Linked DNA regions of Pan troglodytes: all the other regions are linked to region 1. The links are chromatin contacts, called in public Hi-C and HiChIP or PLAC-seq maps. All regions are on one chromosome and are shown on one strand. The core of a region is the stretch at or near the end of the contact, and the rest is flanking DNA. Distances in the headings are between cores, read along the strand shown.

The links. Hi-C and Micro-C count contacts between places; a contact is called where the count stands out from the background. HiChIP or PLAC-seq counts read pairs in DNA pulled down with a chosen protein or histone mark.
Region 2: a contact with region 1 is called in a Hi-C map of stem cell-derived neural progenitor cells, with 3 times the contacts expected there. The contact joins the enhancer-like site here to the promoter of NRN1 in region 1. A contact is called at or near these places in 1 of 7 Hi-C or Micro-C datasets (stem cell-derived neural progenitor cells) and 1 of 1 datasets of contacts at active chromatin or transcription factors (stem cell-derived excitatory neurons).
Region 3: a contact with region 1 is called in an H3K4me3 HiChIP or PLAC-seq map of stem cell-derived excitatory neurons, with 7 times the contacts expected there. The contact joins the promoter of FARS2 here to the promoter of NRN1 in region 1. A contact is called at or near these places in 1 of 7 Hi-C or Micro-C datasets (stem cell-derived neural progenitor cells) and 1 of 1 datasets of contacts at active chromatin or transcription factors (stem cell-derived excitatory neurons).

What each region holds. Positions count from the first base shown.
Region 1 is chr5:11,964,814-11,967,602 of NHGRI_mPanTro3-v2.0_pri, reverse strand. It overlaps NRN1 (neuritin 1), which reads left to right and starts at 1,424. Exons shown (of 3, transcript XM_001163671.6): 1 at 1,424-2,242. The coding sequence starts at 2,188.
Region 2 is chr5:11,172,141-11,174,929 of NHGRI_mPanTro3-v2.0_pri, reverse strand. All of the region lies in intron 2 of LYRM4 (LYR motif containing 4), which reads left to right. Among named protein-coding and RNA genes, the nearest start is that of LYRM4, 46 kb to the left of the region's middle. Within about 2 kb of position 1,404, at least 11 of the 24 cell types and tissues checked have an H3K27ac peak or open chromatin away from gene starts, as enhancers often do. A contact at or near this core is called in stem cell-derived neural progenitor cells, where this site is marked.
Region 3 is chr5:11,218,445-11,221,233 of NHGRI_mPanTro3-v2.0_pri, reverse strand. It overlaps FARS2 (phenylalanyl-tRNA synthetase 2, mitochondrial), which reads right to left and starts at 1,448. Exons shown (of 7, transcript NM_001246463.1): 1 at 1,317-1,448. LYRM4 (LYR motif containing 4) reads left to right here and starts at 1,964. Exons shown (of 5, transcript XR_008548779.2): 1 at 1,964-2,331.

The DNA.
Region 1 (2,789 bases), core at 175-2,674:
AACCCCCCTGAGGCCCCGCCCCTCGGAAAGCCTCCCGCCCTGCCATTGGAAGACGTCGGGGGAGGGTCCGAGAAACGCCCCCCTCTCGCCACCAGCCCCCGCCCCACCCCCTGTCCGCCCACGTTTTCGGTTCTTCCCGGAGCCTCCGAGCTCGGGGAAAGGAAACACCCGGGGCCGCCACCGTGCCCCTGGACACCGGAAGGCGAGCCCCCAACCGCCCCGCCCGCAGGCCGGTGACATAACCAGGGGCGGGGAGACATGACTCCGCCCCCAGGGCCAGGAAGGCTGCATGGGAGTCTGAGGCTCCCGCGGGACGTGAGTTAGGGGCCGCACATTGCAGACACCTCACGTCACCAAGTGCTGCAGTAGGACCCCCGCAGCTCCCCCTCAGCCCCCTACCCTCCACAGCCTGTCCTACCCCCGTTATTTTGCACCTTTCTCCCCCTTTGTCTATGCATCTCCAAATGTCTGAGTATGGGGACGGCAAGATTGGCCCTAGAGGGCACGCTGCCTGTAGAAGCAAATTCAACGCTTCTCCTTAATCCGTATGCATTTCTACAGTTTGACAGCTTGACGTCCTCTAGTGTAGTTTGGCAAAATTTGGGGGGTCTTTTTCATTTTTTTCTCTCCACAGGCTTAAGGATTAAAGCTGGCCAATGCCTTCTTTAGCATTTTATTAAAGACGCTACAATTTAGACTTTTTTTTTTTCTGTTTGGTGCAGAAGAAAGGAAGAAAACCAGAGCTTAAAGGCGTTTAGAAAGGAAATAGCCCTGTTAGTTTTTCGGTTTTGACTCAAGCTGTCGTCGATAGCAGCTTGCACCTAGCACAAAGCCAGCTGCAGAAGTATTTTGTTGCAGGGTAGGCTACACCTACACAGGGTCTGTGCCTGAGCATCAAAAGACAGTGCAGGTGTGTGTGGGTCCGGGTGTGCGTGTGCGTACGTGATGTACGTGTGTGCGTGTGGGTACGTGTGTGTAGCCCAACAAATAAGCCCAAGAGGCGCATCAAGATTAGAAAGAAGTCCGCACACTAGCGCTTGCCTTGGAAATTTCCTAAAGCGCTGAGAGTTGCTTGGTAAATCACTAGTATCCGAAAACTGTCTTATCAGAGGCTCCTTCCCCGGTGCCCTACTCGCCCCCTAAAACAGGTGTCGCTGTGTCCCTTGAAGCGGCCTTTGGCCCGCTGGGGCATCGGAGGTGGGTAAAATTCACAGAGGACATTCGGTGTTTATTTCTGGGGCCCCACGTGTGCAAACCAAACCCCCGGGGCCTGGGCGTGTGCGCGCGCTCGCGTGCCTTGTGTGCGGGCGGGCATGGGGGCGCTCGGCGCGGCTGGCGGGCGTGCGCGCGCGCGCGTGTGTGTGTGTGTGTGTGCTCGTGCGGGGGGCCGGACTGCGTGCTCACGCGCTCCAGGCTGCGCCCAGAGCTCGGCTGCTGGGTTGGAGAAAAAGAGGGTAGGCAAGCGCAGGGGGCGGGCGGCCGAGGAGCGCTTTCGAATTAATCGAGCTAGCTTAGCTGTTTTTCCCTCTCCCGCTCCTTTAAACCCCCCTGCATCGTAGAGAGCGGGCTGGATTCTCTGTGGTGCTGATGGAGGAGGGGGAGCAGGTTGAAACAATCGAGTGGGCGCGCCAGGACTCCCCAGCTCCTGGCGGGGAAGGGAGGGGGAGCCCCTGTTCTGCGCAGGGAGGCGGCGGGGCTGGGGGGCCCCCGGAACGAGGAAGAGGCAGGGGTGACCGCTAGAATAGGAAAGTGCTCACCCCCGGGAGGCAAAATTTCGTTCAGATCGCACATTAATTGGAGATATCTGATTAATTCCAGCTTCTGATGACTATAAATGGCGATTCTCTACCAAGGTGTCTATATTAAAAAAAAAATCATTCCGTGTCATCCCCCACGTCAGGCCTGCTGGTGGGCGTGAGGCTGTACTTCCTCCGCCCCCTTCTAATGGAGTGAACCATTCCCAGCTCTCCCCCCCCTCAGCCTCTCTCTCTCTCTCTTTCTCTCTCTCTCTCTCTTTCTGTCTCTTCCTCGCTCCCTCTCTTTCTCTCCTCCCTCTGCCTTCCCAGTGCATAAAGTCTCTGTCGCTCCCGGAACTTGTTGGCAATGCCTATTTTTTGGCTTTCCCCCGCGTTCTCTAAACTAACTATTTAAAGGTCTGCGGTCGCAAATGGTTTGACTAAACGTAGGATGGGACTTAAGTTGAACGGCAGATATATTTCACTGATCCTCGCGGTGCAAATAGGTAAGTGGCCGCTCAGCCCGGCTGGAGGCTGGAGGCGGGAGGCAGCCTGCCCCGGCCCGAGGCGCGGAGGGGGACTAGCGGGTCCGCGGCCGCCCCAGGGTGCGGAGAAGCCGGCAATCCCCCGAGGGTGGGGGCATCAGTTCCTGGGGACTAGCGCGTCCCAGATCGGTTTTTCCTAAAGCTATAGATTCCAAATGTTCGCCAGGAAATGTGTGCGGCCGGACATTTTCTGGACACGGTTTTTTTCCCCCTTTTTCCTGAGCACACATCCATTTTTGTTTCCCTTTCTGGGTTTATACCAGGTTTGGTGCGCTCTGGGGCAATGTACTGGCCCCTGCGATACTGCAAGATATTATTTTGAAGAGTCGAAATGTGAATGCAGGAATAAAATGGCTAGGCAGCCAGGACTGGAAAGTTTATGTGCTGAAAGCAAAGATATTCCAGGGCTCAGACTGCTGCATTTAGAACTTTGTCATTCTCCCGCCCCTCCTCCCCCCTATATCCTAGCTGCAGTGTTTGCACGGGCACCGCAGACCCGGCTGGTGGG
Region 2 (2,789 bases), core at 155-2,654, 790 kb after region 1:
TTCAGAGTATAAATATATTCTCCCTTTCCTAGTATTTTTAATCATAATTCAGGATAAACAGAACGTGGCCCTTTTCTTGAAGACACCATTGTAGGTGGTGAACCTGAATTACGTTGCCACATGGGGGGTGCATCTGCAGGTGCAGATGGTGTAAAGTACAGCTGCTTGGGTGCTGACCCCATAAAGGAACCTGGAGGGTGTGTTAGTTTTCGTTTTGTGGAAGTGCCAAGGATCACCTTGACTTGTGCTTCCTTTTCTCATTCTCATGAGGTGGGTGGAGCATGTGCAGCGGCATGATCTCCTGCGTGGTCTGATAACATCCGCAAGAGTAATTAGAACGTCAGAGGTTAAAGTCACCGTCCACTGATGGGTTTTCTTGCTCTCTAAAAAACACCCTTTTCACTGTTTTTCTTTGACTTAGCAGCAATCACGCAATAAACTCCATTTCTGCTTCTGTTCGTGTTTGTCTTTTACTTGCAGGAAATTTGCTTATAAAGTGTGGAGGGGGAAACTCTTTACCATTTTTGTAAGTTATGCTGTACTGTTTTGAAAGGGCTTCTTTAGCATCAAGAGATGCCAGCTTGGCTGACATTAAATTAGATAATAATCTTTCCCTGACCCTTCTTCATGCTTGACTCTAAAAAGAATTCAAAAAAGAAGCAATATTTGAAACTATAATTTGCAGTTTATGTCAAGATTAAAAAAAGAATTCAAAAAAGAAGCAATATTTGAAACTATAATTTGCAGTTTATGTCAAGATTAAAGGTCTTGTTATATTGCCTACATAATGTAACAGTTCTTTCTAGAATAGCATTTCGGATTCTCATAACCATCCTCGAGTTCTACAGCTATTTAGTAATAGAGTAACTGCCACACTCAGACAGGCCTAGGAAATGATCTCTAACTAAAGCCATGAGGATAGTAGGGTACTCAGAAAAGAAACTGATCTGCACATTTATGTGTACTTTGAGTCGCATTTATGTGAGTCAGCATTTTGAAAACTCCAGAACAATGGCATTTCCAGTCACGAGTAGTTGAATTTTATGAGGTCCTTTAGCAGTGGAGCATAGAAGAACAAGCAGCTGAGTTCTTATTTTGCATAAACTCAGAAAGATTTTGTTCTTTGGCACTTACTCTGTGTAGAGGTTGGCAAAACAGGCAGGTTTTATCTTTAGCGTAAAATTATCCAGAGTATAAACTGCCTAGAAAAGGGGGATTGTAAATAATCTGTGCCATCATTTCTCCTGCTATATCTAATTGTCTGTGTCACTTCTTGGTTTGAAATGCTCAAACTACCCTTGCCAAAAAAAAAAAAATACTAAACTGGCCCTCATCTGACATCCCAGTGAGTTCCCCTCCCAGAACAGACTCACTGGAGCAGTGTCATGTGCAGGGCAAGGGCGCCCTCCCCAGGGCAGCCTGGCCACTGCACATTCCTGATGGAGAATACACACGGCGACCTTGCAGAACAGCTTGCTGTCACCACCTCAGGGATGAAAGCATTCTCATCCCTTCAGAGAACCAGTTAGACAACAGCAGCTGGAAAGTTTCTACTCACTTCCCTTTCATGTCAGGACTCTTCCTGAATCCACATGCAGCCTTTACCGTAGTTAGGGCGTAAGGCACAGTGGCTCCCCAGGCCATCTGGCTGCAAGCTGGCGTAAGTTGCCTTTGGACTAACAGCCTATGGCAAGGTGGAGAGTCTGTATTCTTGCACACTGTCCTCTGTATCTGGCTGCTGTAGCAGCCTTCTGACCTGTCCTCCGGGTGCCCCTGCCCCCACTCCACCCCACACATGGTCTGTTCTCCACACACCACCACCACAGTGATCTTTTTCAAAAGAAAGATCGGGCCACTGCCCCGTTCAACCCCTTCAAGGCTCTTGCTTCGTGACACCCTAACATAAAACCTGAAGCCTGTGTGAGGTCCCCAGAGGCCCTCCATTGCACTCCTCTCCCTCACGCTCCGTATTTCCTTGAACTTCTTGCTCCCATCTCAATGCTTGTGCACCCCCTGCCTGGAGGAGTCCCTCCAAATGTTCCCGTAGCTCCCTCCCCCTTCCACCCAGGCCTGTGCTCAGATTTCACCTTCCCATAGGGGCCCCCCTGGGACCGCACTATCTAAAACAGATTCTCTCTGTCTCCGCTGCCCTGCCTTAGTTTTCCTGACAGCACTTATCACTACCTACTATGACATTACTTGTGGCCTTGTCTATTTTCTCCCTCTTCTGCAAGACGGCAGGGGCCATGAGGACAGGGATCTCCCCTGTCGCTGTCATCATCTCCACTGGGTGGCGAAGAGCATGGACTCTGGGGCCAGCCGGCCTGTGTTCACATCCTGACTCAGCCTACTAGCTATGTGACCCTGAGCAAGATATTTAACCTCTCAGTGCCTAGTGCAAACTGCAGATGACAGTAAGCCCTACTTCATGCGTTGTAGTGAGGATCAAGTACACTAACATATGCAAAGCCCCCGGGATAATGCTAGCACATAGGAAATGTTATGCAAATGCTTGCTGTTATTATCCACAGGATCTAGAACATCCCACATAGAGCTGGCTCTTAGTAAGTTTTCACTGACTAAATAAATGCATGAAGTATGTTCCCTGAGATCATACATCTCGGTCGCAGGGTCTATACCACCAAAATCAGGGTGTCTTTTTGGCCACCCACAGTCTCCCTCCTGAAGGAATGAACCATGAAAGGAATATGGAAATCTGATGGGGATCGTGACATATTAACCCTCATGGAGTTGTGATACTCTTCATATCACGTCTCTCTTCCACTTGA
Region 3 (2,789 bases), core at 199-2,698, 750 kb after region 1:
GAAATTAGCTCTGAATCTTACTCTATAACAATGTGCAATTGCCTTGGTCTTGGATCCTTTAAGAAACAGCAAACGGAAAACTCAAAAAAGTCCTTTCAATAAAGCAGAGGCTAGATTTGCTCAATGACCTGACCAACCAGGAAGTAATAGAAGTTTTGCTATCCTGTTTAAAAAATAATAATAAACAATAACAGACATGAGATTTTCAAGAAATCAGGGAGGAGACTTAAAGATATCTTAATAAAAGTATTTTCTCTTCAGTGCCTTTGAAAAAATGTCATTGCATCAGGATTAGTAAGAATATCTGGATGCAAGGACACCAGGTTGCAAGTACACTAAAGAATGGTAAGGTCAGAGAAGTGTTTTTTCTGCCTTTAAAGTTCCTGAAAATAGAGGCTGGGCGTGATGACTCACACCTGTAATCCCAGCATTTTGGGAGGCCGAGGCTGGCGGATTGCCTGAGGTCAGGAGTTCGAGACCAGCCTGACCAACATGGTGAAACCCTGTCTCTACTAAAAATACAAAAATTAGCTGGGCGAGGTAGCGCGCGCCTGTAATCCCAGCCACTCAGGAGGCTGAGGCAGGAGAATGGCTTGAACCTGGGAGGCATAGGTTGCAGTGAGCCCGAGATCCCGCCACTGCACTCCAGCCTGGGCGACAGAGCGAGACTCCATCTCAAAAAAAAGAAAAGGAAAAAGAAAAGTTCCTGAAAATATAAAGTTGTTTAGACATACAGCAGGTATACCGTTTCAAAACCAAATACACTAAAGCAGATGAGAACACAACCGTGACCAAGTGGTTCGGAGAAAGATGGATTTTAATGCAAAGTTGTTTTGTTTTTACGCATAACGTACTTCTCGCTGTGCTTGAGTGCAGAAAGGTGTGGTTCTTCCTAAGTAAGGTTGATTACATAAAGCAAGATTCCAAAAACAAGAAAAGTGCTTTGCAAACACAGTAACTAGGACTGGCTGAAGCTTCCTGCGTCCAGTCCCATGCTCAAAGATCAGAACAAGCAACTTTATCCACCACTTTAATAAGATGATTCAAAAAAGCTGAAGTCTTCTGAAGAAAGCCATGGTTGAAAACTTGCTCCGCTTCTTGGAGAAAGCCTAAAGCCCTAAAGGTCTCTAATTATTCTCCAAAGTCTACAACCCAAGCTGCATTTTATGCATTTATTACGTTACAAAACCACGGGAACTCCTCACTCAAAAGCAAAAACACATCCGGAAAGAGGAAAAAATCCACGGCCAATGTAAACCCCCTACAACACCAACCGCCCACGTCGTACCCCAGGCTGCAACGAGGCCGGCACTCACCCACCGCTCGCCCGGGAAACCCAGTCCCAGGTGTTTCAAAATCAGAAGCACGGCAGGCTCGTTCGCTCTCACGGGCAAGAATCTTAAACCCCAACTTCAGAGATACCCGCGCACGCTGGGCGCTGCCATTTTGACAGAAAGCGGGCCTGCCCCAGAGGCCCCTACGCAGGTCGCCCTGAGCAGAGCCGGAGTGCCACAGAACCCCTAGCTCATCACCTCCACACCCAGACGTCGCATCCCCCGGCCTGAGGAATGCCAAGAAACCCCACCCTGCCGACCAGGATCGGGCGAAGTCAAGTCACCCTTGAAATCCCTCAAGCTCTCTCAGGCAGCGCCGAGGGCGACCGCAGCCGGCGTGGGAGGGGCATCGGCGGTCAGGGGCGGGGCGTCGGTGCGGCGGCCTTCGGTAACCCGGGCAACGCGGCCTCCTGGGGGTAGGAAGGGGCGCTGCCCCCGAAACACAAATGTCTCCGCCAAGACCCCAGACGGTTCCCAAAGGCTCTCCGTGATGCAACTGCACGTCCCTCGAATGCCCGGGCCTCCGATATCCGTCCGCCAGGAGCTTGGCTGGATGCACGGGCGGCCGGTCCTCTTATTTCCCCGCCCTCCCGCCGCGTGGAGCGGCTGTCGGGTCCCGAGCCTCCGGGCGGGGGCGGGATCGGGGCGGGGCGGAGGCATCTCCCTCCCAGCACAGCCCCCTTAGCTGCCCCGAGCCCTGCCTGCGCCCGCCCCCGAAGCGGCGCGGGACGCCTGGCGCCGTCCGCGATCCGCAGGGCTGCCCGCTTAGGCTTAGGCCCGGCCCGCTGGCAAAGCCGAGCCGCAGCATTTTATTTCGTTCGTGGTTTCCGCACAGGCTGGAGTTTCGTGGGTTGGGTCGTACTTGGGACCTCGGCGAAGAGGACCCGTTTATTTTTTTTTTTCTTTCCAAAATGGCAGCCTCCAGTCGCGCACAAGTGTTAGCTCTGTACCGGGCGATGCTGAGAGAGAGCAAGCGTTTCAGCGCCTACAATTACAGGTGACCCAGCGGGCACCGGGGGCTGGGGGCCGGGGGCCAGGGGCCGGGGACCGGGGGTGCGGGCTGACGCGGAATATCCCCGGGGACTGGGAGCCACCGTGGTTTGCCGGCGGCTGCGAGGCAAGGACCGGGCTCCGCCATCGAAAAGCGTGCTCCTGCCTACAGGTGTGGCCTCTGAGACCTCGGGGAGGAGCCTTTCTTTATACCAGGAGAGACGTTCATGTCTTGTGACGTTTTCCCCCTAAAGGCTATCTTGGTAGTTATTCTAGGAGCATGATTAGTGTTATGTTTCTGCAGAAGAGAAAAAAGGGGTGGAAATCAGTCATTGGTGAAGTTAAGGCCAGTGTGTTGCATATGTAAAACTTCCCTTGAGCATTGGAAGAGTTGAGAGTGGAAGTGGCCAGTGAGTAGTACACTGCGACAAAGCTGAAGGCACACTCTAGCACCTCCCTAAAATT